Regions from separate parts of the Mus musculus genome. Here all the other regions are linked to region 3. A link is a contact called in public HiChIP or PLAC-seq and promoter capture Hi-C data. All regions are on one chromosome and are shown on one strand. Each heading gives the region's core, a stretch centred on a gene start, on an enhancer-like site or on the middle of the called end of the contact. The rest is flanking DNA. Distances are from core to core; before and after follow the strand shown. Region 1 holds the start of Ascl5 (achaete-scute family bHLH transcription factor 5). Region 2 overlaps Ipo9 (importin 9). Region 3 holds the start of Csrp1 (cysteine and glycine-rich protein 1). Region 4 overlaps Nav1 (neuron navigator 1). Region 5 holds the start of Ipo9 (importin 9).

Evidence for each region. Promoter capture Hi-C pulls out the DNA fragments that hold promoters and counts their contacts. HiChIP or PLAC-seq counts read pairs in DNA pulled down with a chosen protein or histone mark. Capture Hi-C pulls out chosen DNA fragments and counts their contacts.
Region 1: a contact with region 3 is called in a promoter capture Hi-C map of pancreatic islet. The contact joins the promoter of Ascl5 here to the promoter of Csrp1 in region 3. A contact is called at or near these places in 2 of 39 promoter capture datasets (embryonic stem cells and liver), 1 of 115 datasets of contacts at active chromatin or transcription factors (pancreatic cancer cells) and 1 of 9 other capture datasets (pancreatic islet).
Region 2: a contact with region 3 is called in an H3K4me3 HiChIP or PLAC-seq map of bone marrow-derived macrophages, with 3 times the contacts expected there. The contact joins the enhancer-like site here to the promoter of Csrp1 in region 3. A contact is called at or near these places in 1 of 39 promoter capture datasets (the HPC-7 cell line), 1 of 15 datasets of contacts at CTCF or cohesin (the NIH/3T3 cell line), 3 of 115 datasets of contacts at active chromatin or transcription factors (bone marrow-derived macrophages, embryonic fibroblasts and microglia) and 3 of 9 other capture datasets (adipose tissue, macrophages and pancreatic islet).
Region 4: a contact with region 3 is called in an H3K4me3 HiChIP or PLAC-seq map of bone marrow-derived macrophages, with 4 times the contacts expected there. The contact joins the enhancer-like site here to the promoter of Csrp1 in region 3. A contact is called at or near these places in 6 of 39 promoter capture datasets (the 3T3-L1 cell line, 3T3-L1-derived adipocytes, the HPC-7 cell line and 3 more), 6 of 115 datasets of contacts at active chromatin or transcription factors (bone marrow-derived macrophages, embryonic stem cells, neural tube and 1 more) and 4 of 9 other capture datasets (adipose tissue, liver, macrophages and 1 more).
Region 5: a promoter capture Hi-C map of liver shows a contact between it and region 3, with 2.6 times the contacts expected there. The contact joins the promoter of Ipo9 here to the promoter of Csrp1 in region 3. A contact is called at or near these places in 6 of 39 promoter capture datasets (the 3T3-L1 cell line, the HPC-7 cell line, cranial neural crest and 3 more), 1 of 484 Hi-C or Micro-C datasets (embryonic stem cells), 8 of 115 datasets of contacts at active chromatin or transcription factors (the NIH/3T3 cell line, bone marrow-derived macrophages, embryonic forebrain and 4 more) and 2 of 9 other capture datasets (adipose tissue and liver).

What each region holds. Positions count from the first base shown.
Region 1 is chr1:136,049,459-136,054,775 of GRCm38.p6, forward strand. Ascl5 (achaete-scute family bHLH transcription factor 5) reads left to right here and starts at 1,346. Exons shown (of 1, transcript NM_001270609.1): 1 at 1,346-1,912. The coding sequence starts at 1,346. The coding sequence ends at 1,912. It overlaps Cacna1s (calcium channel, voltage-dependent, L type, alpha 1S subunit), which reads left to right and starts at 3,353. Exons shown (of 44, transcript NM_001081023.2): 1 at 3,353-3,594; 2 at 5,121-5,226. The coding sequence starts at 3,443.
Region 2 is chr1:135,408,967-135,414,211 of GRCm38.p6, forward strand. It overlaps Ipo9 (importin 9), which reads right to left. Exons shown (of 24, transcript NM_153774.1): 5 at 427-515. Among named protein-coding and RNA genes, the nearest start is that of Ipo9, 19 kb to the right of the region's middle. Within about 2 kb of position 2,220, at least 79 of the 459 cell types and tissues checked have an H3K27ac peak or open chromatin away from gene starts, as enhancers often do. A contact at or near this core is called in the HPC-7 cell line, the NIH/3T3 cell line, adipose tissue and 2 more, where this site is marked.
Region 3 is chr1:135,725,483-135,730,494 of GRCm38.p6, forward strand. It overlaps Csrp1 (cysteine and glycine-rich protein 1), which reads left to right and starts at 3,685. Exons shown (of 6, transcript NM_007791.6): 1 at 3,685-3,792.
Region 4 is chr1:135,470,249-135,475,538 of GRCm38.p6, forward strand. It overlaps Nav1 (neuron navigator 1), which reads right to left. Exons shown (of 30, transcript NM_173437.2): 4 at 2,485-2,623; 5 at 1,911-2,208; 6 at 232-922. Among named protein-coding and RNA genes, the nearest start is that of Mir1231, 18 kb to the left of the region's middle. Within about 2 kb of position 1,708, at least 26 of the 459 cell types and tissues checked have an H3K27ac peak or open chromatin away from gene starts, as enhancers often do. A contact at or near this core is called in bone marrow-derived macrophages, macrophages and pancreatic cancer cells, where this site is marked.
Region 5 is chr1:135,427,877-135,433,060 of GRCm38.p6, forward strand. Ipo9 (importin 9) reads right to left here and starts at 2,615. Exons shown (of 24, transcript NM_153774.1): 1 at 2,392-2,615. The coding sequence starts at 2,554.

The DNA of each region.
Region 1 (5,317 bases), core at 96-2,595, 320 kb after region 3:
AAGAAAAAGATAGAAAAAAGAAAAGAAAAGAAAAGAAAAAAAGAAGACACCTTGTAAGGTGCCATAGAGGAGAAAGCCAAGAGGGTTTGAGACCCATATGTCCTCCTGGACCCATGTGACCTGGGACAGGGAAGGGGAAGGTGACAACAGTCTGCGGGGCAGGAAGCTTTGAAATAGCTAACCCCCAGGGCTTTGTAATCAGGGTTATCTTTCATTCACCAGAGAGGGGCTTGGGCTAACTTGAGATAGTTGCTCCAACTCCTCCTGCTAGTTCGATTAGCTCCGTTAAACAATGGTATTACAGTTAAATGTGTCTCTGTATGGATATGTGCAGGTGGACACAGTGCTCTTGGAAGCAAAGGGACTCTGATCCTCTATAGTGAGTGTTACAGGCAGTTGTGAGCTCCTGGCTGCTGGAAACCCAGTCCTCTGTAAAAAGCAGTACCTGCTTTTAATCACAAAGCCATCTCTCTAAACCCCCTGTCCCAGTAGACTGTCTCAAGTTTTAGTTGTCAGGCCCTGGAAGGTAGCCTTGAGGAGATGATCTGAATTCTCAGAGGAAATGATATTAATGGCTGCCGTTATCTGCCAGGCCAAGTACCGGGTGCTTTGGAATGTGTTTGTACTCTTTTGGTTCTCATCTTAGGAACTATAAAGGATGTTTTCTGTCTCTCCAAATATGGAATTCTGACTCTAAGATGTATGTCACTTGACTATTGAGGAGTGAACCCTAGATTTGAGCTCAGACCAACAGTTCTCCAAATCCCCGCCCTCTTTCCTCTTGATTGTTTCTGGAGATAGGAGTACCACAAAGGCCTTTCCTTAGTGATATGTTCACTTTTCTCTACTTTTAGCAAAGTTCTGGGAACTCTTCTGCTGAGCTGACGGGCTCTCCGCCTCTGCCCACATCCCCCGCAGATCCGGGATCCTGCAAAAAGATCCAGTGAGGAACAAGAATTGGGCGCTGGGGGAATCTGGTCATGGAGGCTCGCAGCTAGAGCCAGGGGCAGTGCTGGCGGCCTTGGACTGCAGGAAGAGGCAAGACTCTCAGTCCAGGAGGACCAGGCAGGGAAGAGGGAGAAAGTGCTCAGATTGCTCAACACATGTCACCGCAGGCGCGACCACAGCAGATACCTGCTGTGCCTCTGCTAGCTGCTGCACTTGTCCAGAGCTATGACTCACATTAAGGAGTCCAAGCCAACCCAAAAAGGCAAAATGAAGCCTTAGCAACTCGCAGCACCCCAGAGTGCTAGCAATGTGACTTGTCCCCTTTGTCAGGACCACACAGAGCCCGTGCAGAGGCCTTTCAGAGGGCCTCACTCTGGGTCCAGCTCCACGAGGCACAATGAACAGTAACTTCTGCCGAGCTCTGGTGGACCGTGGGCCCCCGGGGGGCATGCAGCTAGGTGTCGTGGCCCCTGCTGGACAGACGCCGCTGGCAGCCACCGAACCCTTGAGCAACGTACCCTTTCTATTGTACCCCGGCCACTCCGAGCCGCCTTACTACGACGCCTACACTGGGGTGTTCCCCTACGTGCCCTTTCCCGGCGCCTTCGGGGTTTACGACTACCCGTTCGAGCCTGCCTTCATCCAGAAGCGCAACGAGCGAGAGCGGCAGCGCGTCAAGTGCGTGAATGAGGGCTACGCGCGCCTCCGCGGCCACCTCCCCGGCGCCCTGACTGAGAAGCGGCTCAGCAAGGTGGAGACACTGCGCGCCGCCATCCGCTACATCAAGTACCTGCAGGAGCTGTTGAGCGCCACCCCCGACGGCGCGCCACCTCCCGCCACCTCCCCGCCGCCCGCCCACACGGGCCACAGCAACGTGCCGCAGCCCTCTTCCTTGGTGGCCGAGTCCAGTGGATCCCCCTTTTCCTCGTCGCCTTTTTTGGAGTCGGAGGAACCCAGCCTTTGATCTGGCCAGAGGCCTGGACTTGCCCCTCTAGGGAACAGCTTTGGGGGCTTCTGGGTCATCTGTGCGGGACAAAGAACAGTGGTGTTCGAGGTCTGTGATCCCACCTCCACCCACTTGAGCCAGATGTGAGGGCCTGGGGTAGAGATGGCGAGATACGGATCCCAGGAGCTGATGTCTGCGGTGAGGAGCAGAGCCCTGGACAGCTCCTGGACCAGCCTCAGCGAAGCTCTGCTGTCCACCACACCAAGTCCCCTGGAAGTCAGCCACACTTTCTGTTATGCCTGAACCTTCCACAAGATGGCCTCAAATACTAGCGAGGAGCTTGATGGCCTCTAAAGAGCAGGAATTCTGAGGGAGGGACGAGGGAAGTGAAGACAGGCAGCTGCTTGCATTCAGCACCCTGGAGCTGACAGACTTAGGGGAAGTGTGTGTGTGTGTGTGTGTGTGTGTGTGTGTGTGTGTGTGTGTGAGAGAGAGAGAGAGAGAGAGAGAGAGAGAGAGAGAGAGAGAGAGAGAGAGAGAGAGAGGGAGGGAGAGGTCGCTGGTGCCCATTGGCTTCCTTGACAGCGAGTGATCACCTCCCCTCTCCCACCCTTCAGTCTCTTCTGGACTTAACGCCTCCCCCACCCCAAGACTTGTAAGCTTCTAGGGTCCACTGACATTGTGTTTACATCAAGGACTAAATAAAAAGGGATTGTTGAATTTTGTGATTCCTGAATTATTGTCTATGCCCACCCTCCACCTTGCAATGTTTGCTAGCTGGTGCAGTCACCTAACATTTCCAGAGAGATTAGTGTGTATGCTGAGACTGAATATGGGAGAGGCCAGGGTTCTAGGGAGAAAGCACACAGACATTGTCTAGTGAGGGATTGGAGGACCAGGGGCCCTGTGAGAGCAGTGCACATTCAAGGTTGCCTGGAGCCTTTCCCTCTGGTAGGAGAGGGGCTCCATATTTGCCAGAAGAAGGCATTGGGGGCGGCAAGTGTGAGAGGGTCCTGGGCAGATCCTGACAGACACTGAGACTGGTGTGAGTGGAGCTATGCTGAGCTAGGCCACCACCCAACACATTCTCTGGACAGAGCCACGGAGTTGGGGTGGGGAGAAACTTAATCTCCATCTAAGGAACCTGTTTGGAGTTTGTGGCTCTACTCCACGGGTTCCTCTCCCTGACCCTCATTGCCCCAGCTGTGAAGCCTTCCTGTCTCCCACTGCCCCTACCCCGTCTCAAGCCTGGATATAATAAGTCACCCCTTTACACCCAGCCCTTGCCTCCTCGGGGGCAGATGGGGATGTCACCGGCTGGACTGGAAGGAATGACAGCTGCCTGGCCGCAGGAGCCTGGGCTGGGCAGCAGGGGCTAATTTTACTCGCTGGGAGCAGAGAGAGTAATCCTCCCGCCCCCACGCCCGACCCGTCTGCCTGCCTCAGCAGGATAGGCTCAGTCAGGTCCAGTCCCCAAGGTGGGGGCACTGGGGACACAGGGAGGAGAGGGCAGTGGGCTGGGGGAAGAGAGGGGTGTCAGGGAAAGCCATGGAGCCGCCCTCACCCCAGGACGAGGGCCTGAGGAAGAAGCAGCCGAAGAAACCTGTTCCTGAGATTCTGCCGAGGCCCCCGCGGGCCTTGTTCTGCCTGACTCTACAGAACCCCCTGAGGAAGGCCTGCATCAGCATCGTGGAATGGAAGTATCCTTTCTAGCACCTGAGCGAGATGGAGCAGGGAGTGGGTGGGAGGCAGAGGTGGAAGGTACGGGGTGGTCACAAAGCTTGGACTTTTAGCATCAGGGTGACCCAGGCTCTTGGGAAAGGGGTGAACCTACACCTAGACCAGCAAAAGGAACCTTTGCGAAAGCAGGAAGGGAGGTCTCCGCCACAATGGAAAGGGGCTTCTCGGAGCCTGAGGACAACTCTCGGGTCATAGGGGAGAGCCACTGAGCTATTGAGCATCTTGTGGAGGGCCTGTGTTCTTAGGAGTCTTTCTAAGTGTGTTCAGGTCTCTGTCATCATGGGGGTACCACCCAAGATTTTGAATAAGATGAAGGACGGAGCAGCTCCTGAGGAAATCCTCCACAGAGGGAGAGTGGAAAACGATTGACAGTCCAGGGACAACTTCCACTGGCTAGAGTCCCAGTTACAAATGGAACTGGAGAAGTGGATTCGAGGGGAGGCCTGCTCTTATTGGCTCCTGGATGCTGGCGAGCAAACTTGGATGTTTTAGCTCAGAAGTAGTACCCTGGGGGACAGGGACCTCAATCTCTCTCTAGGTTTGTTCTGGAAATAACAATGATAATATCTGGGCTATTTGGGGGGAGTAAGGAGGGGCTGCAGAGAGGAGGCCCGTGTTGAGTGGGTTCTGAGAGAGTCAGGAATATTTGAAATATTTTTGACGTGCTCTGGAGGAATGGGATTCCATCAGCTGTTCCTTGGGAAAATGGAGAATGAGGAGTAGCTGGAAGGATACGGGAGCCATGGAGAGACAGCGGGTCTGGAGTCGAGTCTGATCCGCATTGCTACACTCTGCCAGGCCACATCACGTCCAGCCCCCTTCCTCCTTGCCCTCTCTGGTGAGAGCAGCTTCCCCTGGCAGGGCATCCCTTTTCTTGAGCCCACTCTCTTACAGATCTATTCTGTGCTACTCCCCCCCTCATCCCCCATCTCTCTTCAAAAGCTGAAGCTTCTGGGATGAAAACAGGATTTTATCCAAATCTGTCTACATAGCGTGCCTTTCGCTCCCCACCCCGCCTATGCACCAAGGACTCTGCCTGGCTTTCCCTCCTCACATTTGCTTTCTAAATGACCAGCCAGTCAGGAAGGGTGGCACCCAGAGTGCCCTCATGAATTAGCTGCTGGAGGGGGGGAGTATGGGGGGGAGGTGTCCTGGGAGTGCAAGCCTGCACACATGAGTGTGTACACATAGTTCTGGGGCGTACGGGGGGAGGGTGTCCTGGGAGTGCAAGCCTGCACACATGAGTGTGTACACATAGTTCTGAAAATCTGGTTTTCCTCCCATTTCCCCCTCTCCCGATCCTACTCAGCCTGAACATAATCAAACTCCAACCCTACCCCCGAGCCACTTTGGGGTACAAGCCCCCCGCCACATGACTCTCTCTTAGCATTATAGTGACTATTCAGACTGGCCTTTAGGAATTTCATGCCCTCAACCCCACAGATCCCACAGATGGCTCCAGGGCTCTCCTTAACCCTGGTTGCAGACCCTTCGAGACCATCATCTTGCTCACCATCTTTGCCAACTGTGTGGCCCTGGCAGTGTACCTGCCCATGCCAGAGGATGACAACAACACTCTGAACCTCGGCCTGGTAAGCAAGCCTTCCCACCCTTCCTCTCAAGCTCTGCAGCTCCAGCCTGGGAGTCACTTGGTTTCTGTGGGAGATGCTGCTACCGTGGCTC
Region 2 (5,245 bases), core at 970-3,469, 320 kb before region 3:
CCGATTTCTGAGTTCGAGGCCAGCCTGGTCTACAAAGTGAGTTCCAGGACAGCCAGGGCTACACAGAGAAACAACCCCTGTCTTGAAAAAAAGCAAAAAAAAAGATTCTAGTCTTGCAATGAAGTAACAGATGATTTTTAAATCCTTGGCCGAGCAGGTTAGGTCAAGAATGGCACTGTGCACTCAAGGGTGATAGGGTACAAAGCTGAGTGGTGTTGAGACATTTCAGTTACTTCATCAAGTGCTTTCCCTTGTAGTCATGAGATCAAAGACTACGGTCAATTCAATTTCTGATCTAGCTCAATGTCAATTCCAGTTTTTGGCATGGGCACCAGTGACAACAACCATCACCATACACCTGAGAGGTGGCGCTGACCAGAGCCAGGCAGGTCCTTTTGCTGCACCTACTGGGCTGAGATTCCATACCTCGGCCATGGTGAATATCTTATACATCTCTGGCAGAATGACAGGAGCAACAAGTGGCATCTGTGTGTCTGTCACTTCTCGAGTAAACTCTGCAAAGACAAAAAGTAAAAGATACTTCATAAAGATGAAGTGTGAAAGCTTGCAAGCCATCTAGGTAGCAGTTCCCAGTCGGACCTAGGAATGGCCACTGGTCTAGCAAACTCACTCTGAAGAAGGACAAGGAGCCAGAAGCATTATTCGTCAGAAGGGGAGAGAGAATAGGAACACAAAAGAAGATACAAGATATTAAAAAGAAAAGCACACAGATTAAAGCCATCTGCAACACAACTGCATACAAGTAAGGCAAACAGGGGTCCTTCTGAGCTTGTGCCATGACAGCTTTGAGCACAAGTGCCATTCTGGTTTCTGTCAGTTCTGTCTCCTGACAAGTTACTTCAATGTAAACAACAAAACAAACGGGGCATAGTGGTGCATGCCTTTTTAATTCCAGCACTTGGAAGGCAGAGGCAGGCAGATCTCTGAGTCCGAGGCCAGCCTGGTCTACAGATCGAGTTCCAGGACAGCCAGGGCTACATGGTGAGAGCCTAGTCTCGAGAAAAACCAACCAATCAACCAACCAACCAACTACCAACCCTCCCACCCATCTGAAAATGTATTAAGCATCGACTCCATTTATCAATGTGTAATTCTGGGGTTAGGATTCCTGAGTGAAGGTGTTTAACCCATGTGCAGATTTGAAAGAGGTGAGGAAAGACAGGTCATATCGTCTTGTGTATGGAAAAAAATTAAATAAGAAAATGCTATGCATAAAGACCCTGTATCAATCCCCACAGGTCAAATACAGATCAAATACTGGAGACCAGCTGTTCTTTAGGAATGTGGCTTCCTTCTGAAAGATAAATTCCAAGCTTTGTCTTAATAAAATTAATATCTTAATAAAATGTCAAATTCCATTTAGACTGAAGTCAGCCCAAATAAATACATTAGATAGCATATTACCACCTCTGGGCCTAGGATCAAGCATAGCCTGCATTTATGAATAAATATAGCATAGAGCTTGGGTGCAGCTTAGCACGTTCAAGGGTCTGGTCCGATCCCCAGTGTCATCGCCACCATCACCACCACTACAAAGAAAGGAGTCTTAGTACTGAAGTGACTAACTGTACAGTTTAACTTTTCTATAATCATTGTGAGTAGTCTCAATTTGTTCATACTTTGTAGGTTTAAATTCAAAGTAAGTTTTCTGAGGTCATTATTATCAAGTCAAAAAGTCTGGGGTATTAACAACTAAATTTACAAAACTATAAGATAGAAGTAAAAGATTTATCTATTAGATCAAATATTTAAATTCTTAGCATATAGTCCCTTTATATCTTGAGACCAAGTTCTCTTTTATAAATAGTAAAATAACTCAGAAGTCAAGAACAGTATCTTCCTCCAAAAAGTCTCAAAGACACTGGGCACAGCTGGACATGCCTATTTTCCTAAGCTATTCTGGAAGGTGAGGTGGGACTACCGGAGCCAGGAGTTAAAAGTTAGCCTGGGCAACACAGAGTGACCTCCATCTCAAAATAAAAAAAGGAAAACCCTAAAGAGAACTGGTCCCACATTTCTCACACACCAATACTTTTCTGTCCTCATGGATGTTCCAGTTCCTGTGGTGTGAAGTTGAAATCAACTGGAGTAGCTATTTGTGAATGGAGGCTGGCTGCCGTCCACTTCATGCCTGCTGACTCATTACAAAGGATACACATTTCTTCACCAGTTCCTTCTCCTGGCTGGGAGAAAGTGACCTCACTGTATAGTCATTTCCTTAGTCAAGTACAAAGCCTCTTCTGCTTTCCAATCAGAGTAACTATACAGCCATCCTTTCTCTCCAGGTCTGTCAGAAAGAAGCTAACTCCGTACAGGAAAACTAGGATTTCCTCTCCTTGGCTAAAACAATTGCCCTTTGCTGGATACCCTGGCACTAGGAGAGCTAAGCAAAGGCTCTTAGAAGTTCAATTCCACAGAGCAGTCACCTCACTCATACAGAAGCAGGGAGGTGAAAGGCCAATCAAGGAACACCTTGGCCTTTCTGATGTTTCTGAGCTAAAAGCTCACCAGTAGGTACACAGTCGGAACTCTAAAAGGGTATCTGGGGGTAAGAATAGGACAAATGAAAGGTCTGACTTTGACATAGAATTGGTAACCTGCTATTAATGCTGAGTGGGCATGTAAAATGCAGCATAGATGCCAAGTAAACAGATTCAACGGCTAGACCTCGAGTGCTGCTCCTCACACACCTGAGCGTAGGAACTCGACATGCCACTCAGTGTGCAGGAGCCAGGGAATTATATCAGGAAAGGACTTTCTTGTTTGTTTGTGTAGCCTTGGCTATTCTGGAACTCACTTTGTAGACTAGGCTGGCCTCGAAGTAGAGATCTATCTGCCTCTCTCTTGAGCGCTGAGATTAAAAGCATGCACCCCCATGCCTGCCACCATGCCCGGCAGAAAAGGACTTTCAACCTCCCCTCCTTTCATATGCCAGAGCCCCAGGAACATAGAGGTTTCAGAGATCAAAGGCTCCCATCTCCTCCTCTATCACACAACACCATGCAGAACCTGCTAGAGCCAGAAGAATTGAGAACTAATTTGTAACTAAGTGCAGCTGAGCTAACAATTTACCCCATAACCAGTCTTTAAAATATACATACATATATCTATCTTATTTTTTAATTACAAATGTGTGTGTGAGCGTAGATCCTCAGAGGCCAGAGGCACTGGATCCCCTGAAGCTAGAGTTAAATAAAGGCAGCCATGAGCTGCTTGATGTGGCTACACAGAATACAACTCAGGTCATCTGCAAAAGCAGCATGCATGCTTAACTGCATGCACTAGCCTCCTTCTGAGGGGAGGGAGGGGGCTTTTGTCTGCATGTATGTCTGTGCACCGAGTGCCTGCGGAGGGACCAGGAAAGGGAGGTATACCCCTGGGATTGGGCTTACGGATGGTTAGGAGCCCTGGGAATTAAACCCAGGTCCCCTGGAGAGCAGCCAGTGCTCTTAACCACTGAGCTGTCTCTCCAGCCCCATAACCTCCCCTCTTCTTCCTATACTGTTCTTCTTAGTCTCATCCCTTACTCTTTCTACTTAATGAAAACTTCCCATCAGCTTTAACAATCTCTAAAATCTGCAGACCCCAAAGGGGTCTCAACTTTCCCCTTCTGGCTACATTTTACTAACCTCAATGTTTTTCTTCTCCAAGGTGATCTATGCTAACTCCTCCCTCTTACAAATCCTAAATCCTCCCTATTTCTATCTTACAAACAAAAAATTTTGAGTCTACTCTACACTATTTAAACCTGGTTATTTGTCCTCCAACAGTTCTTGACAATTGCTTAGTGCTGATATCAAGCAGCTGTGGTTGCTTTCACAGCTAATATGGAATTCGGGGAATAAGACAGACTGTACACCAGGTCCTCAGAGCTACTCCTGGTCTAAGGAATTATTTTCTGAACTACACATTCAAGTCCCATTTGACCATTTCAAATATGTCATCTGAAAAATATAATTGACAAAAAATAAACCAAGCAAAGAAAAAAATACCAGATATGTAAACCCAATGCAGTAACATAAAAAATAGGAAATATCAAAGCAAACTAACTCCTTCAAAATTACTAAAACTATAGCAATGATCTCTAGTGAGAATCGGATGAAGTCCCTGAGAGAGATCCCAGTGTAACAAGCACATTTCAAGACACAAATAAACACCTGAATGAAATAAGGAAGGCTAGATATGAAATATGAAAGAATTAAGAAGAAACTGAAATACTGAATAAAAGCCAAGCAGAAATGCTGGAATTAAAAGACACAGTGAAATAAATTCTGTGGACAGTCAGCACAGAATTAATAAAGGAGAGGACAGAGTGTCTGCCCCTGAAGACATGATGGAGGAACAGTGCAACAAGGACAAAAATAAAGCATTTAAGGGTATGGAAGGGAATTCCAAGATAGATAAGACACTCTGACAGGGAACAGGCATAAGAAAATCTCATTGTAAAGGCACAGAGAATACTTCCTTTTATTTTGTTGTTGCATTTTCAAGACAGAGTTACTATGTATAGCCCTGGCTGTCCTAGAACTCCACCTGTAGACCAGGCTGGCCTCAATTCAACAGAGATCCGTTTGCCTCTGCCTCCAGACCGATGGGATTGAAGGTGTGCACCATCACTGCCTGGCTAGAAAATATTTTCAAAAGAATCATAACAGAAAAATTTCCAAAGTTAGGAAAAAGAGATATCAACCCAGATACAGGAGATAACACAAAGATAACACCAGAAAAGAACCGTCTTTTGTTAGAATTTAACTAAAACCCTTTTTCTAGTTTGCTTTCTGATAGTGTGATAAAACACTGACCAAAAACAACTTGGGCAAGAAATTGCTTATTTTGGCTTAAAGGTTATAGTCAATTATCAAGGGAAGCCGAAGCAGGAAATGAAATCGGGACCACAGAGGAAGGCCCACTGGCTCCCTTCCCTGGTTTGCTTAGCTTCCTTTCTTATACAGCCCAGGTCCACCAGCCTAGGGACAGCGCTACCCACAGTGGGCTGGGCCCTTCTACATCAATTAGCAATTAAGAAAATGCCTCAAAGACCTGCCCACAGGCCAATCTCATGGAAGAAATTCCTCAGGTGAGGGTCTCTTCCCTGGTATGCTGACAACACTAAAATACACAGAAGAAAAAATGCACAGTGAAAGAGGCAAGAGAGAAACACTGAGTCACACAACAGGCAAGCCCACTGGCATAACTCCAGATCATCCAACTGAAGCTTTAGAAG
Region 3 (5,012 bases), core at 2,435-4,934:
TTATCTGTTAGTGAGCTCTCTCTACGTCTAAGCCCACACAGATGGCAGTATGCAAGGAGATCAATATAACCACATGTGTGAGAAAACAGAAGAAAAAGGGCCTGTTTAACTTCCCTTACCTCCATCCAACTATCTGCATAGTTGTCTTTCTAAGCTGTGTATATAGACACATGGCCTTTGCATGGATAATATGGTGACCATACCTGCGAGTTTAGATGACACACTGGACAGCGATCTATTGCCAAGGTGTTTTCAGATGCACGGAGAACTAGGTGTGTAAAGACACCTTTAATCCCAGCACTCGGGAGGCAGAGGCAGGCAGATCTCTGTGAGTTTGAGACCAGTCTACAAATCAAGTTCCAGGACAGCCATGACTGTTATACAGAGAAACCCTGTCTCAAAAAACCAAAAACCAAAAACCAAACCAACCAAACAAAGAACCACTGAGAGAAATATAAGTTCGGCAGCCGTTTCTGTTTTTCTTTCCCTGGCTCATCCTAAGATCTTTTCACAGAACAGATCGGTATGCCCCCACAGGGAGATCTATCAGCAGAGCCACTGGGGACAAACCCAGACCAAAGAAGGAAATGCAGGCGTTTGCTCTCTTGTAGTCTTGGGCAGAGATCCAAGGCTTGTCTCTTCCGGATATTGAGTACTGATGCTTCAGGGGAACCCCAGCCGTAGGAGTGACGTCTCTGGGCCTTGAGCCCATGGTCTCTAAAGCTAACTGTAGTTCCTCAATTTAACATACCTGTCCAAGTATAAGAAAGACCAAGGATCCTCCTGGTTTCTCCTCTTAGTCTTGAATACATCAGACAGGGATAGCTATGTCTTCTCCAAATGCTGTTGGATGCTTACAGACATCCCGGGTTTGGAGAGTGTCCTAGTTTGGGTTTTTATTGTTGTTGTTGTTGCTATGATAAACATCATGATCAAAAGCAACTTGAGGAGGAAAAGGTTTATTTAGCTTCTACTCCCAGGGAACATTCTATCATAGAGGGAAGGCAGGGCAGGAACTTGGTCAAAAACCACGGAAAAGTGCTAATTGATGTTGGGTTCATGCCCAGCTAACTTAATTAATTAATTAATTAATTAATTAATTAATTAATTAATTACTGTTTTTCAAGGCAGGGTTTCTCTGTGTAGCCTTGGCTATCCTGGAACTCACTCTGTAGACCAGGCTGGCCTCCAACTCAGAGACCTATCTGCTTCTACTGGAATGAAAGGTATGTACCACCACGCCTGGCTCAGCTATCTTTTAAAATACAGCTGGGCTGCCCTGGATAGGCTAGACCTTCCTAACCAATCAACTATTAGCAGGGAAGAAAAGTCCACAGACATACTCACAGACCAGTCAGATGGAAAGGATTCTTGACTTGGGTTCCCTCGCCCCAGGTAACTCTGGGTCGTTGACAACCAAAATTTACCAGGACAGTAGGGCTCTCTTGAATGGTGAGTTGAGCTAAATGGGTAGACGTGACTTATGGGAGAAAGAAAAACAAAATCAAAAACAAAAAAACAGGCCAGATAAATGTCTCATCTTCTGAATCATGAGATGCTTAGCTTTATTCCTGGAAGAGAGTAAATTCAACAACCCAGCTCTATCCCTGACTTGTCTCTCTTTATTTATAAAACTGGGGAATGACGTCAGAACTGGGGGATGAAGCTGTATACATACTAGCATGTGTTCTACCCCTGAGCTATATCCACGGCTTACTTTTGATTTTGTATTTGAATTTTATTCATTCATTCATTCACACACACACACTCTCTCTCTCTCTCTCTCTCTCTCTCTGTGTGTGTGTGTGTGTGTGTGTGTGTGTGTGTGTGTGTGTGCTTGTGTGCGTGGTGTTAGCAGTTGGTTAGGTAGGCATTCACAAGCCAGCTGTGTGAGCGGAGGTCACTTTTGGGAGTTGGCTCATTCCTTCTCCTGTGGGTTTTGCACAGCAAGCTCCCTTACTTGCTGAGCCAATTCACTGGCCCTTTTTGTTTTGAGTCAAGGCTTCGCTAAGTCCACAGACTGGCCTTTCAATAGCTCTGTAGCTCAGGCAGGTCTTGAGCTTGTGTTCTTGTCTCAGCTTCCAGAAGAGCTGGGATTGCAAGTCTAGTGCCACAGAATCAAGCCCCAGGGCTTTAAAGGAAGCCCACGAGGGTCTGAGCCCTGGAAGAGTGAAGGAGATAGCAAGCTGTACCTAGAGATACTTTTGAGATGGCCGCCTAACACATGTGACTGTTCCCCAATGAACATAGCACGCATCTCCTCTGCGAAAAGTGTGGCAGGCAGGAGAGGTCCAAACAGGCAAATCCACACAGCATGTGACATCATGCTGCAATTTGAGTGTGGCTTAGTTCCTGACACTGCCTGTGCTTGGTGAGAATAATGTAATTCAGCCAGCAATGATAATAATGATCCAACCTGCAGTGATGACGGCAGTCCTCAAGTCCTTTTGATCTTGTAATAGTAAAGAATAATGATGGTGGGAACTAGCTCTTTTAATCTTAACGTCACAGGGAAAACTCTGAGTTCAAGGCCATTCTGGTCTACATAGTGAGTTCCAGGCCAGCCAGGGATACACAGTGAGCCTCTGTCTCAAACAAAATAAAAACAAAAACAACTTTACAGAACACAACAAATAACAGTAATTATCCTATGAAATAGAAGAGGGCCTCCTTTGAGGCTCTAACACTCCCACCCATAGCCCCTGTTACTAGGAACATAGTTTTCCTTGCAGATTCTTCACTTCGTTAGGTCCCAAGGAAAGTGTTGTGCTTCTTGCTTGGAGCTGTTTGTACCCATAGTGAAAATGGGCTGGGCTGGAGACATGGCTCAGTGGTTAAGAGCACAGACTGCTCTTCCAGATGCCCTCTTCTGGTGTGTCTAAAGACAGCGACAATGTATCCACATACATGGAATAAATTAAAAAGAAGGAAAGAAAGAAAGTGGGCCTTCCGTTTTAAGTCCCAGGGGCATCAGTTCACCTCTAGGATTGGATTTCTGGACAGGCTGCTCTGCGGACTGGGAGCAGGTGGGCCCAGTAACACATATTGTTAATCACCCCAGAGGCAGTTTTCAGTGGCTTGAGACTGTGTTTGTCATTCTGTAGGTTAGCCCAGAGGAAGATCCACTCAGGAGCGGTAGAATGATCTCTTGTGGGTGGCAGGGAGATGGGGAAAGCAGAGGGACAAGAGCCCCTGGAGGAGGGCAGCTAGGCTAAGTGCTCCCGGGTGTTATAGTATCTCATCCCCCATCACATCTCGGTGGCACATAGCCCTTTTACTGATGAACCTAAAGCCAGCTGTCTGGCAGAAGTAAGTCACAGGAAGTGGGGCCTTGCTTGTCTTATTCTGGAGTGCAAGTTAGTCCCCTTAACATTGTGCCATCGGAACCCGAAAATTTAAGGACCTTCACTCTCTTCCCTAGGGGGCCCAAGTTTATCTTTAGTCTGATCTCACAGTTAGGTCTCCGCTTTCCCACATGGCAGACCAGGAACCTCTTAACCCCATCCCTCACCTCTGTGTAAAGATTTGCCCCCAGAGATCGCCATAGGGTGCAAAGAGAAGTCACGGCTGGGGCGGCAGCCACGCCCGGGCTCCCGACCCTAGGTTTTGGATGGGGGAGGGGACAGCTTCTCCGTGACATCAGCCCTGTTGTGGTGCAGTGTGCAAAGCCTACTGGTTGGCGTGGCGCGGGAAACGCCTTCCGGAGGGGGAAACAAAACGGCGCGCACTCCGGCGCAGCCAGTCACCGCTTCCCTGAGAGCTGTCGCCCGTGCGCCTCCCAGCAGCTGCCAGGTGAGTGTTACCCCGGGTGGTCCGCCTCGGGTCCCCGCAACTGCCGGAGCGCCTGGGTCGCACCCTGCGCCTATTGGTTTTTCCGGTCCTGTCGCAGCCCTGTCGCTTGCAAGAAAAGTTTGTAGGAAGAGTGATCCCAAGAGGGAGGTGGTGGGAAGTGGCTAGAGTTAGCTCGGCAGTGTTTCCCTTTCCTGAAAACTCTGGGTCCCTCCCCATCCCGGGGCTTCCAGGGCAGCTGACTTTCGCGTGCTCTAGACCCAGGGTGACCCTGCCCCCCACCGCCTGCAGGTCCTACAGAACAATCAGCGATTCTGTGGGCCACTGACACTCATTGTAAAGCTGAGGGATGAGGACATCCGTGCCACCCCTTTCCTCTCTCTCTTTTCCTGAGAGAAAGTGCCCGCGAGTGTGTGTGTGTGTGTGTGTGTGTGTGTGTGTGTGTGTGTGTGCATCTGGCTTGGTAGCCCCAGAGTGCAGGTATGAGTTTTCTTTTTTCCTGAAAGAACCAGATGGAAAAGAAAGTCTTGGTGGCAGGTGAGGACTACTGAGATCTCAAAGAGCCAGCAGGGGAGTAGAAAGGGCCTGAGAGCGAGTTGCAGTGTCAGCCAACAAGCTGTTATCTATCTGACAGGTGTTTCATCCAAGTGGCACAGGTCTGGGTCTATTCTGCATGTGCTGCTGTGATCCGTCAGAGCAAGGGTCTAGACTGGGAGCAAGTACTTGATGTCAGGACCATCCCACCCACTTGTCCCACCCACTTCTTACCTCCTGTGGTGCATGAATGGACGGGCCTCCCCACCTTGACAGGACACTGTAATGGGACACCATCACTGCATGCAAGCGGTTCACTTGCCTTTGGTGGGACATTTATCATGAGACTCTGGAATCTTGGTGACAGGGTTTCTGAAAGGCAAGCAGACTGAGTTTTGACTCAGATTTGACACTTAATACACGGATGACCTCGAACAAGTGACACAGCTCAGTTTTCTTCTGGGCCAGTACTTTTTGGAGCACATATTACACACACACACACACACACACACACACACACACACACACACACACACACACACCCTGGCATCCTGCAGAAGCTCAGAGGACTGGGGCTGTTAGTACAGTTGTCTCTGAGCTAGGTTGGGGATTTCCTTCAGGACTGGGCCCTAGGGCTTCCTCCCTGCCTTCTGATCCTCTCACCAGGCCTCTGCTTAGGAAGCCAGGCC
Region 4 (5,290 bases), core at 458-2,957, 260 kb before region 3:
GACAACACGTGCATCTGGGGAATGTGCGGCTGAACACAGCAAAATCACATGCACGGGTACTGAAGACACACGGAACAGTAGAGACAAGGTGAGTTTTCAAGCAGAGAGAAGAAATGGTAGAAGAGGGAGGAAGGATCCAAACAAAGGTCTAGAGACGCAACGGATAGGCCATGCCACATCTAGTTTAAGGCTGGAGACACAGGGGAGGAAGTCATTGCCCAGTGTGGGTACCTGAGAGGGGTTGGTGGCAGCTCTGCTAACTTGGTGGCTGGAGGGTGGCTTGCTTGGTTCTTGGGAGTGCTTTCTGGGGAGCCTATGCTCTTCAAGGAGATGTTGTCTGAGTCCAGGGCCACAGCCTTGGCTTTGGCCTTCTCCTTTTCCCGATCTGTCTGATTGACAGGGGCTGGAGTGCTCCGACCACTGGCGACCTTGGAAGGTTCCTTCAGTCTGGAGGGTGTAAGGCCACCCTGCTTGGTGCTGAGGAGGCTGGGGTCAATGCTGCTGCTAACAGGCCGAGGTCCACCACGCCCAGTCACACTCATAGAACTGGACTTGGCTGGCCTGGGTAGGCTGCGATACTGGATGTTGGACCGTGCTCCAGGGGCGAGAAATCCGGGCTCTACACTGTTGGACACGTCTAAACTCGTCTTGCGCCCGTTTACTGGCTTCACAGGGATCCCTGAGGACTTCTGGATCTTGCTGAGGGTGGCTGAGCTACCGGTCTGCATGACAGTGGCTGTGCCAGTAGCAGGGGGAGGCTTCTTATAACCAAAGGATCCTGAAGTAGAGGGCCGAGCAATGCCTGAGGGGGGCTTCTTAGCATCACTCAGGCGGTCCCGGCCAGCATCAGAAGAGGAGCGTTGTAGCCCAGTGTTCTTCACTGCGAGTTTACCCTTGTCTGTAGCTTTGCCTTCAGGTTTGCCTGAAAGAGGGTAGGAAAGAGAGGAAGAGTTGCTATCATGATATCCTAAAAACACTTTTTCTTCTCTCTAGGGGAAAAGGAACAATTGTCTATACATAATAAAGATCTAGAGTCCTAAATATGGGCAAACGGGTATTGGATAAAAGCGGATACAGCTTCTTGCCAGAGGGCCTATGGGAGGAAGAAGGCTTTTCACTTCGTTTGTTTTTATTGTTTTCTGTAGGGCAGTTTATTTTGGTTAAAATGGCAGAGGTGATGACAAAAATGATCAAGAAGGAAGTGTGTTTAAAAACTAACTGGTTAAGGAGGGACAAGGAGGGGACACAATGAATCAGACAAGGCAATGTGTAGACACCAGAGAGAAATGCCCATTAAAACTCTAAGAGACCCACAGGGCAAGCCTGCAAACAATGTGCTTCTATTCTGTTCTGTTGCTGCTGCGGCTTTGGCGGTTTAGGTTTTTGAGACACGGATTCTCTGTGTAGCTCTGACTGTCCTTAAACTCGCTCTGCAGAGCAAGATGGCCTCGAACTCCTCCTGCTTCTCTGCCTCTCGAGCACTGGTGTTAAAAAAAAAAACGTGTGCCACCAAGCTGGCTGTGCTTCCTCCTGTGTAGCCACGGAACATAGTACTTCAGGAGGACCTCCTTGAGATGCTAAGAAGTACGCCTTGGGGAAGGAAAGGAAGAAGCTAGTGGGAACCATTTGAAGAGAGGTCAAACCTATCCCTGGGTACACTGTCTGCCTCCTGTTCTTTCTATCAGCTGTGTGGTTGCAGCTTAGTCAGCTGATCGCTGAGTCATTTCCCACATTTGTAAAATAGTAACATCCATCTTTCCTAACTCACCGGACTCTCCTAGAGGCCAGAAAGGACACTGTACATTAAAGCACTAATGCAAACCTTTCCTATCATGCTACAGGCTTGTGTTTATTAAGGAAAACCATCCAAGAAAGGTCTTCCCCCTTGTCCCTCCTGTATCCTGCCTCACCTGCGACTTTGAGGGCACTCTGGGCGGTGTGAGTGATGGGAGAGGTGACAGCCACCGGAGGGGTCTTGCCCTTTTTCAAGGACCCTGGGTGTCCCAGGCTGATGGGCTTTTTCAGTTCTCCGCCCTTGGATGCGTCATCGCAGCTCTCTGGTCTCTCTCTCCGCCACTTTGAAGTCCCAGGTTCCATCTTCAGGCTACCACTGTCGTACTCCAGTTTTTTAGGGGTCTTCTCCTCTGACTCACTGAACCAGTTGAGCCCACTCTCCGCCAGGGAGCGCTTCTCCGAGTCTGTGCGTAACTAATGAGGAGAGGGAAAGGCAGAGTAAGCCGCTTTGGGGGGTTTGGGGTGGGGTGGGGTGGGGTGGGGGTGGGCAAGAGATAGAGTTCCGGAGTGGAGGGAAGATACTTTATCTAATCTCTAGGATGCTTTTCTTTCTCTAATCTATCATTCTAGATAGGTGGGGTGGGAAAATACTGTCTCAATGACAGCATTTACACCTCTACAGGTCCCTCCAGGTTGATACAGTGTTTCTCACCTTGACCTTGGGGTCTAGAGGTTTGCAAAGTCACTTACCACTATAGTGGAGCTCCTGCGGGAGGCAGTGGGAGTGGTTGGGAGGGAGTTGAGTGAGGAGCTGGCATTGAACTCTTCTGAGCTGAGGTTGTCGGAGGCATCGCTGAGCCCACTGCTAATGGAGCTGCTTTCATCCCAGCTGCAGGACAAGAGGGAGAAAGGTGAGCAGTTAACACTGAAGCCAGTGCTCAAAACAGCGTCCTATACGCGTGATAAATGGGTTTACACTATTCTTCCAAAAGAAAGTCTGGGGTTAGTCCCGGGTTGGCCAATAATTCAAAGTGCGATTTAAATGTTCTTGTAATTTGATCTTCTTTTGTAAAAGGAAGAAGCAAAATGCTTCTAATGCTAAATGCAAGAGACGGTGTTAGATTCCTTAGCAGGAAGCTATGTTATAAAGAGGAGGAGAGGCTGTTGAGAGGGCACCGTGGGGAAATCGTGTACTAAGCCTGACAACCAGAATTCAATCCTCAGAACCGGCCTAAAGGTGAGAGGAGAGAGCCGACTCCATAAAGCTGCCTTCTGACCTGCACATGTGCAGTGTGGCATGAAGACACCTAACACACAACAGCAATAAACAACAAGAAGGGATAAGGCAGTTTTAGATCCATCTAAAAACCAATTACATAAAACCAATTCCAATGTAAACAGCCCTCAACCTTACAGTCTTGTGTTTCTGTTCATTTTTAGATATATTTTCCAGGCATCCCTGTACTTTCTTAAAGGAAAAAAAAAAGTTTTCTAGTTTCTCAAGACAAGGCTTCTCTGTGTAGCCCTGGCTATCCTGGAAACTCGCTCTGTAGACCAGGATGTCCTCATGAGTTTGAGAGATACACAGGCCTCTGCTTTCAATCCCAAGTGCTGGCCTCTAAGACTTTCTATACCTAGTATAGAAAGTATATAAGACTTTCTATATCTAGACTTCTCTGGTTTTACCGTTGTTTGTTTGTGCACGCTGGAGGTGGAACCCAGCAGGGATTTCTGCATTCAAGGTAAGTTCTCTACTGCTGACTTCGCTCTCCGACTCACACGTCTCTTTTCTAGAACTTTCAGACCTGCTCCATCTCTTTGTCCCCTGAAGCTGGGTTCTGCTCCGAAGCATGCTGCTTTTCTGGTAGAAGGGCCATATTCCTACTGAATAACAGCCAGCACATGGCTAATTTTAAAAATATATATCAGGTGGAAGATACTGAAGAGAGATGTGTCCAACACCTATTCTTAAACAGTATCTGGAGCCCCAGGCCTATGTTCAAAATGAACTTAATTAGACCTTGATATCTTTGTAGCTTGGTCCTTGTACCCTTCCTTAGTTCAACTTTTAAGTTAACAAGTTGTGGTCGGGGACTTTAATTTTTTACAGCAAGTTTCTTCTAGATAGCTACACCAAACAGCAAGCGTTGCAGTCCACCACCTTCTTGATCTATCTTTGGATGCTAGGCTGAGGCTTCTGTTAGACCATGCTCACTAGTGTGCATGCGTGTTACCAAGGATGGAGCTCAGGGACTTACATAGACTAGGCATGCTATCTACCACTGAACTATAGCCCTAACTAAGTAACTTTGTTCCTTCATTCCTCTTTCTAATTTTTTCTTTTTTTTTTTTTTTTTTTTTTTGGTTTTTTTTGGAGACAGGGTTTCTCTGTATAGCCCTGGCTGTCCTGGAACTCACTTTGAAGACCAGGCTGGCCTAGAACTCAGAAATCTGCCTGCCTCTGCCTCTGGGATTAAAGGCGTGCACCACCTCGCCCGGCTCTTCTTTCTATTTTTTAAAATTTCAAAACATGGTCTTAAGTTGCCTTGGTTAGCTTTGAACTCACTATATAGCCCAGACAGATAGATACGCACCTTCCTGCCTCAGTCTCTTTAGTAGCTGGGATTACCGGCCTGTGCTACCAGGCTCAGCAGTGATCACTGTTTTGGAAGCCCCAAGCTTGTCTCTTAGGACCTTTCTTCAAAGGTCTTCTGTTCCAAGCTCTTCCTAAAAGGACCCTTAGCTTTCACTTTGGCTGGAGGGTCCTGAACCGAACACAAGGGTTTCCTAAACTCCATAAGCTTGCTACATGTGAGTGTCTGTTTAGGCTTTTGGAATTGATCTCTAAGTCTTATATCTGTTCAGAAAGGGTTGTTTATCAAGCTTCACGCACGTCCAAAGCTGGAGACTGTGCGTGCGGATTTGCTGGTAATCGGGATAGGTTCCTCTTCTGATTATTTTGAGTTTCAGATCATGGAACAAAAATCAGACATACAAGTCATTTATGAGCCTGGCCTGGATTTCAGCTGGCTTCCCTCTAATTCATGTGCTGGGAATAAGAGAGTGGGTGGTTTAGCCATTTGGCTTGGTTGCTCTGTAGTGATTTAGCCAAATACACTGAGAAACAACAGAGAAAACATGGGGATTAGGAAACACTGCAAAGTTATTTAGATTTTACTACCATTAAATACAGCCGAATACTGAATGACCCCTGTGTCGTATATTAAGTCTCCCTTTTATCCAGGGTTGAGACGCCACAAAGCACTTTTTTTTTTTTTTTTTTTTTTTTTTTTGCAGAAGAAGGGTACTGAGGAAAGAGCAATGCTGACTCAATGGTCCTATCAACTCTTATGGGCTCAGATAAGATCTCTGGCAGGCAAACAAAGGAACCGTTCACCGCGTGTTCTCTTAGGTCAGAGACAGAGGAAGCCTGCAGTACTGAATCTTTCATCTGAGATTAATTATTGGTAATCAAGAGCCCTCAGCAGGGACAGCTCTCTGTGGAAGGGCTCCGCAGAAATGGAAGCCAGCATGCAGCGGCTCAGGGATCCAGAAC
Region 5 (5,184 bases), core at 1,365-3,864, 300 kb before region 3:
TACAAATGAAACAATTACAAGAACATGCTAATAAATAAAAACACTTTTACTTTTACCCTATGTGGGCAGAACTAAATTTTTACAAACTCTGCTAATCGAACTCAAACTCTAATCCTCTTAGGAAAAAGGGGACAATTGTCTGCTGGCTACCACACGACTCCGAGTGACACTCAGTGACAACGAGGCTCTAACTATGCAAAGTCTGCAGGCTCCCCTAGATCCCAGTGCTTAGGGACAGGGCAAGAGCAGGAGCTCAAGAAACATTTTCATTACAGAAACAATTTCCTCACCATCCAGGACTAAGAAGCTCGTGAACTCCCCCTAGGAGACCAGGTGCTGTCATTTCATGTAAAGAAGGGCCACAGCCAAAGAAGCTGTTAGAAGCGAACCTTTAGAAAGTATCTCAGAGTTAGCCAGTATGTAAAATTGGAGATGCTCAGGACCCAATGGGAGAGATTACTGTTAAAGACCCCTCCCGGAAAAGACTCTTAAGGAATGAACCACTATCCTCTAAATAAAAACAGGTATAGAAGGGGACAAGACTATTTTAAAGCCACTGAAGACTATTTTAAAGCCAATATTACTATATTCAACTCCAGACTTGATCCACCTCTGTAACCACATTCTGTACTTGAGTCATATACCTCACTACCAGCCGCCATTCCTGTTACTGTATCAGAGCTTGCCCCTGCCTCTCAGCAGGCCACTCACACATTATCAGTAGGTTATGGGGACAGGAGGGAGAACTGAGGTGGCCTTTATCAATTTACTCATCAGTGATCAGATCGAAATTCTGTACTTTTGATTTCAAGATCCCAAAAGGTAACAAGAGTAGGTGACAAGAACTTCAAAACGATCTCAAGGACGGTATAGGTGGCTGTGCCCTAGATGAGGCCATAGCATCTGGCTATGAGTTGAAGAAGAAATCAGAGTAAGACTAGAACTATTGTACAGTCTAAACATAAGCCGGCCTTTCACAGTTAAGGTGACAGCCATACATTTGGGATTAGCTCAAACACTGGGTATCATTCATGGGAGGTTTAATTAAGGATCGGTTTGCATCAGCCCAGCAACTAAATGCAAGTAACAAGTTAAACTTAGTAAGGTTTCTGCCCATCAGCGTTCTTTCTTTATACCGAGGGAGGCAGAGGCATGAACTGTAAAGTCAAGGAATTTGACCTAGAAACCTCAGGACAAGTTAGTTATGTGCTTCGTTCCAATAGCTTTCTTCCATTCACGGTTCCCTCTCTTAAGAGTCTGGTAATGTTATAAAACTACACCTGGCCTTTCAAAATAGTCTCTAACCTATTAAATCCCAATAGTCCCAACAGAAGGAAACTTGCCTTCAATAGTTGGTCATATTAGAGGATATAAAAACTAAATTCAAGGGAGGTTCCCCCACCACATCCACTTCTTTTCAATAAAAAGTCCTGCAGGAGTATTAACTCAAGGCTTTGAGGGTGGTTGGTCAAATATGGAAACAATCTCCCATATTTCTGAGGAAGCCTAAGTTTAAGGAGCAGTGGAAATATTCCCTTGAGCTTGGGGATTCCGAGGATCTGGAATTCCGAATCAGGTACGTTTCTTACATAAAGACCAAGGAGACTTGACCCTTTTTTCTGTTCTTTGTGAAAACAGGCCCGCTGAAAGCCCACTAAACAGGAAATTAAAAGAAAACGTCAAGCTAATAGTTTCTTCTCTAACACGTTAAAGAACATAACGGGAGGATGAGAACAAAGAATCTAAAACAAAGGAAGATCGGTTCCTGTACATAGAAATGCACAGTAATTTAATAATTGCCATTAAGTCTTTAAAAAACAAAAAACAAACGGGAAGCATGGTCGGAAAGTGAAGCGTCGTATGCATCGGATTGAGTTGATTTCTAGGAAAACGTGATGTGTCTGAACAACCAGCCAGATTTAAAACTCTGATGCTGAAACTTGTTCGATGGTGGCCGCCTCCTTAAGGGCCTTACTTCTGGCTCTTCTCTAGCTCCCTTCCCTGATCCCACTACAACAGAGCTGGTGAAGAAAACGGCAAAAAGACCTTGTCTTGGGCTCAGAGATCATCTAGATTGCGCGACACCGCCAGCACCACGTCGAACTTCATTTCTGTCCTCGGCAGAACCCCGCCACTATCTATCTATCTTTTCAAGTCTTCCCCCACCCCATCCCCGCTAAGGCTCCACCTCCCCCGACCCTTTCCTTTCAGACGCGCCACCCTTCTTCTAGGACTTTCCCAGCCACCAGCGGCACCCCCACCCCCACGTTTCCTAATCCACTCCTGACGCCCACCTCTCCGCTGGCTCAAGATCCCCAAATCCCTACGGTCAGCGGACTGTGCGGCCGGCCCTGGTCCGAACCATCCTCGTGACGGTCCCGCCTCACTCACCCTCTGTCACCTCCAGCACCTTAATCTGCTCCTCTGCAGCCGCCCGCACCTCCTGCACCGGGGACAGGATTCCGGTGAGGGTATCCACCAACGCCTCCTTCAATCCCTGTGCCACTGGACCCGGCAGCCCAGAAGCCGCACCAGCTGCCGCCGCTGCCGCCATCTTTCCTCCCCTCAGCCCGCCAGCCCCGCGGCCGGGACCCGCCACCGAATGACGGCTCCCGCGTACGGCCAATCCGCGAAGCCGCGCCTGCGCACCTAAGTACGCGGGAGCGGGCGGGGGGCGGGGATAGAGCGCAGCCTCGGGAGACAGCGCCTTCTGCTGCCGGAACCGAACCGCGATTCGCGGGCCAGGAAAGCTTTGGGCGTCTATGCACACACAGAATTCTCATAACGGTTTGTAGTCCTGAAGTCGCACGCGCTGTTAGAAAACGCGCTTGGAATAAAGGCGCGTAACCTTTGATGGCAAGGCCCTGATGGCAAGGGAGCAAGAAAGCTAATCCCGAGGGCGTGAGCACAGAAGGCCCTGCACCTTGTCTGCTGTGGATTGTAGTGGGATTGTAGATGCCCTCCCTCGCCTCGCCCATCACCGCTCTCTACCTGCATGATTCTAGGCCCAGATTTAAGATGAGTTAGGACAGAGGTCGGGCCTTAAGGAAGGGGGTCAGAATAGCATCTTTTTAAAACTAACACCCCTCCCCTCAACTAAAAACAGCAGTTATTCAGTTGGCTCCGTTTACAGTTTAGCTTTAGAGATCCTAAGATGCTGGGGAGCGGACAGGGAAAAGGAGACACGCAGAAAAACTGAAGTGAAATTGGCAGTGGGGAGTGGTTGCTTTAGAAAAATCCAGTCTTCTAGCTTTTTAGCTTAGATGAACCCAATGTCAAAAAGGGCTGTCCAGGGGAGACTACCTACAGGCGAAGGAGCATTTTTCTAGAATGATTTTTTTAAAAAAAATATTATCTACCTATTTGTCGTTATCTTGTTTTGAGACAAGGTCATATGTGGCCCAGACTAGCCTCAAACTTGCTCTGTAGCCCACACTGGCCTTGAACTCCCTTATCTTGATCTTTCTGTTTTCACCTCCCCCATTGCAGAGATTGCAGGTATGTGCCACCACACATGGCTCTAGAGTGATTCTATGAGTGTGACTACTATGAGTGAATCCTGCAAATATATAGCATTACTTAATTTTTTAAAAAGTGTTGGGGGAGGCCGGATGAAAGACACCCAAGCACCTGCCGTGGCTACCACTACGATGGATGAATGTGTGATGGGGAGATGGGAAAGATGGGGAGTGTGGTGGAGATGGAGGAGGAAACCAAGCTGAAGGGTTCATATACTGTGGAGAAAGGTGGAACTAGGGACTTGAAGGCAGTGAAGAATAGGGGGATATGAGGAGGCCATGCTGAGGTCCTGGCTCCAGCTGCCCCCAAGGGCCATGTCTGGGTTCCTGGTCCTGCTGCAGCTGGAGTTGCAGTCTGTGTCAATGTCTGGCACCTGAATTAGCATCAAAGGCAAAGTGGATGTCAGTGGTCTGGGCTGCTACCAGAGACCATGTGGATATCTGAGAGGCATGCTGCCAGAGGGAGGGGAGACATGCTAATCTGAATGGCTGCACTTGATACCGTGGGACATCTGGATCCATACTGCTTCGGGGGTCCACCTGTCTGGGTTAGAGGTCCTATGGCAACCAGGTCTGTGTTGATATCCCAGGCTGTTTTACCACCAAAGGCCATGCAGATGTCCCTGGTCAGGACTGCTGCCTGAGGCACTATTCTGAGCTGGCCCTGCCCCTCGCCTGGGCAACATAGTAGAGCTGACCCTGAGGGCAAGGGACTGGGTAAGCTAGCCCTGAGGACATGAACACAGAAGGCCCTGCACCTTGTCTGCTGTGGATTGTGGCCGGCAAGGGAGAGATGCCCTTACCCCACCCGACCCCTCTCTACCTGCAGTAGGTGGGAGAGCTGGCCCTGCCCCTCACCTTAGGAGAGTGGGCCCTGCACCTTGCCTGGGCAGCACAGTAGAGCTGGCCCCAGTGTCGAATGCACCGGTGAGACATCCATGCGGATCTGAGAGAAGAGTTGAGGCCGCCTCTTACTGACTGTGCTGCTGAGCTACTGGAGAGCTTACCCTGGGGGTGCAGGGGCGGGCTGACCAACTCAGCTACCCAGGCCCAGATCCAGGGCTTTGAGTTTGCCTATTCCAACATCTACCCCATCTATGATCTGCTAGAGTATGTAAAGGGGCTGGTCCTGCAGATCCAGAGCTGCAGGATCTCCACGACACAGACCAACAACAGGAGATCTGAGAGGAGTCCCCATGAGGATCCAGGAGTGGTAGTGTAGCAGAACCCAGAGCCCTCGCAACAGACCAAGGACTCTCTGCAAAGAACATTTGCAAGTAAAGATATGTGGACAAAAGGGTGTACTGGGTGACACACTATGACATACTACAGTTCCCACAACTAGATATTTGGGGTTTTCTTTTTTTTGTTTGTTTGTTTTTTGTTTTATTCTATTTTATTGGGGGGGAGGGGTTTGCAAGAGTGGAGGGCAGATATGAAGGGATGGGAAGATGAGTGGAATTGGGGTACATGATGTGAAATTCACAAAGAAATCAATAAAACGTTTTTTTAAAGTGTGTGTGTGTGTGTGTGTGTGTGTGTGTGTGTGTGTGTGTACACGTGTACGCGTGCGCGCCATGCCTTGGGACACCTGTAGAGGTTAGAGGATAACTTAGTGTGGAGTTTATCTTCCGCCCCGTTTATGTCACTCAGGTTGTCAGGTGTG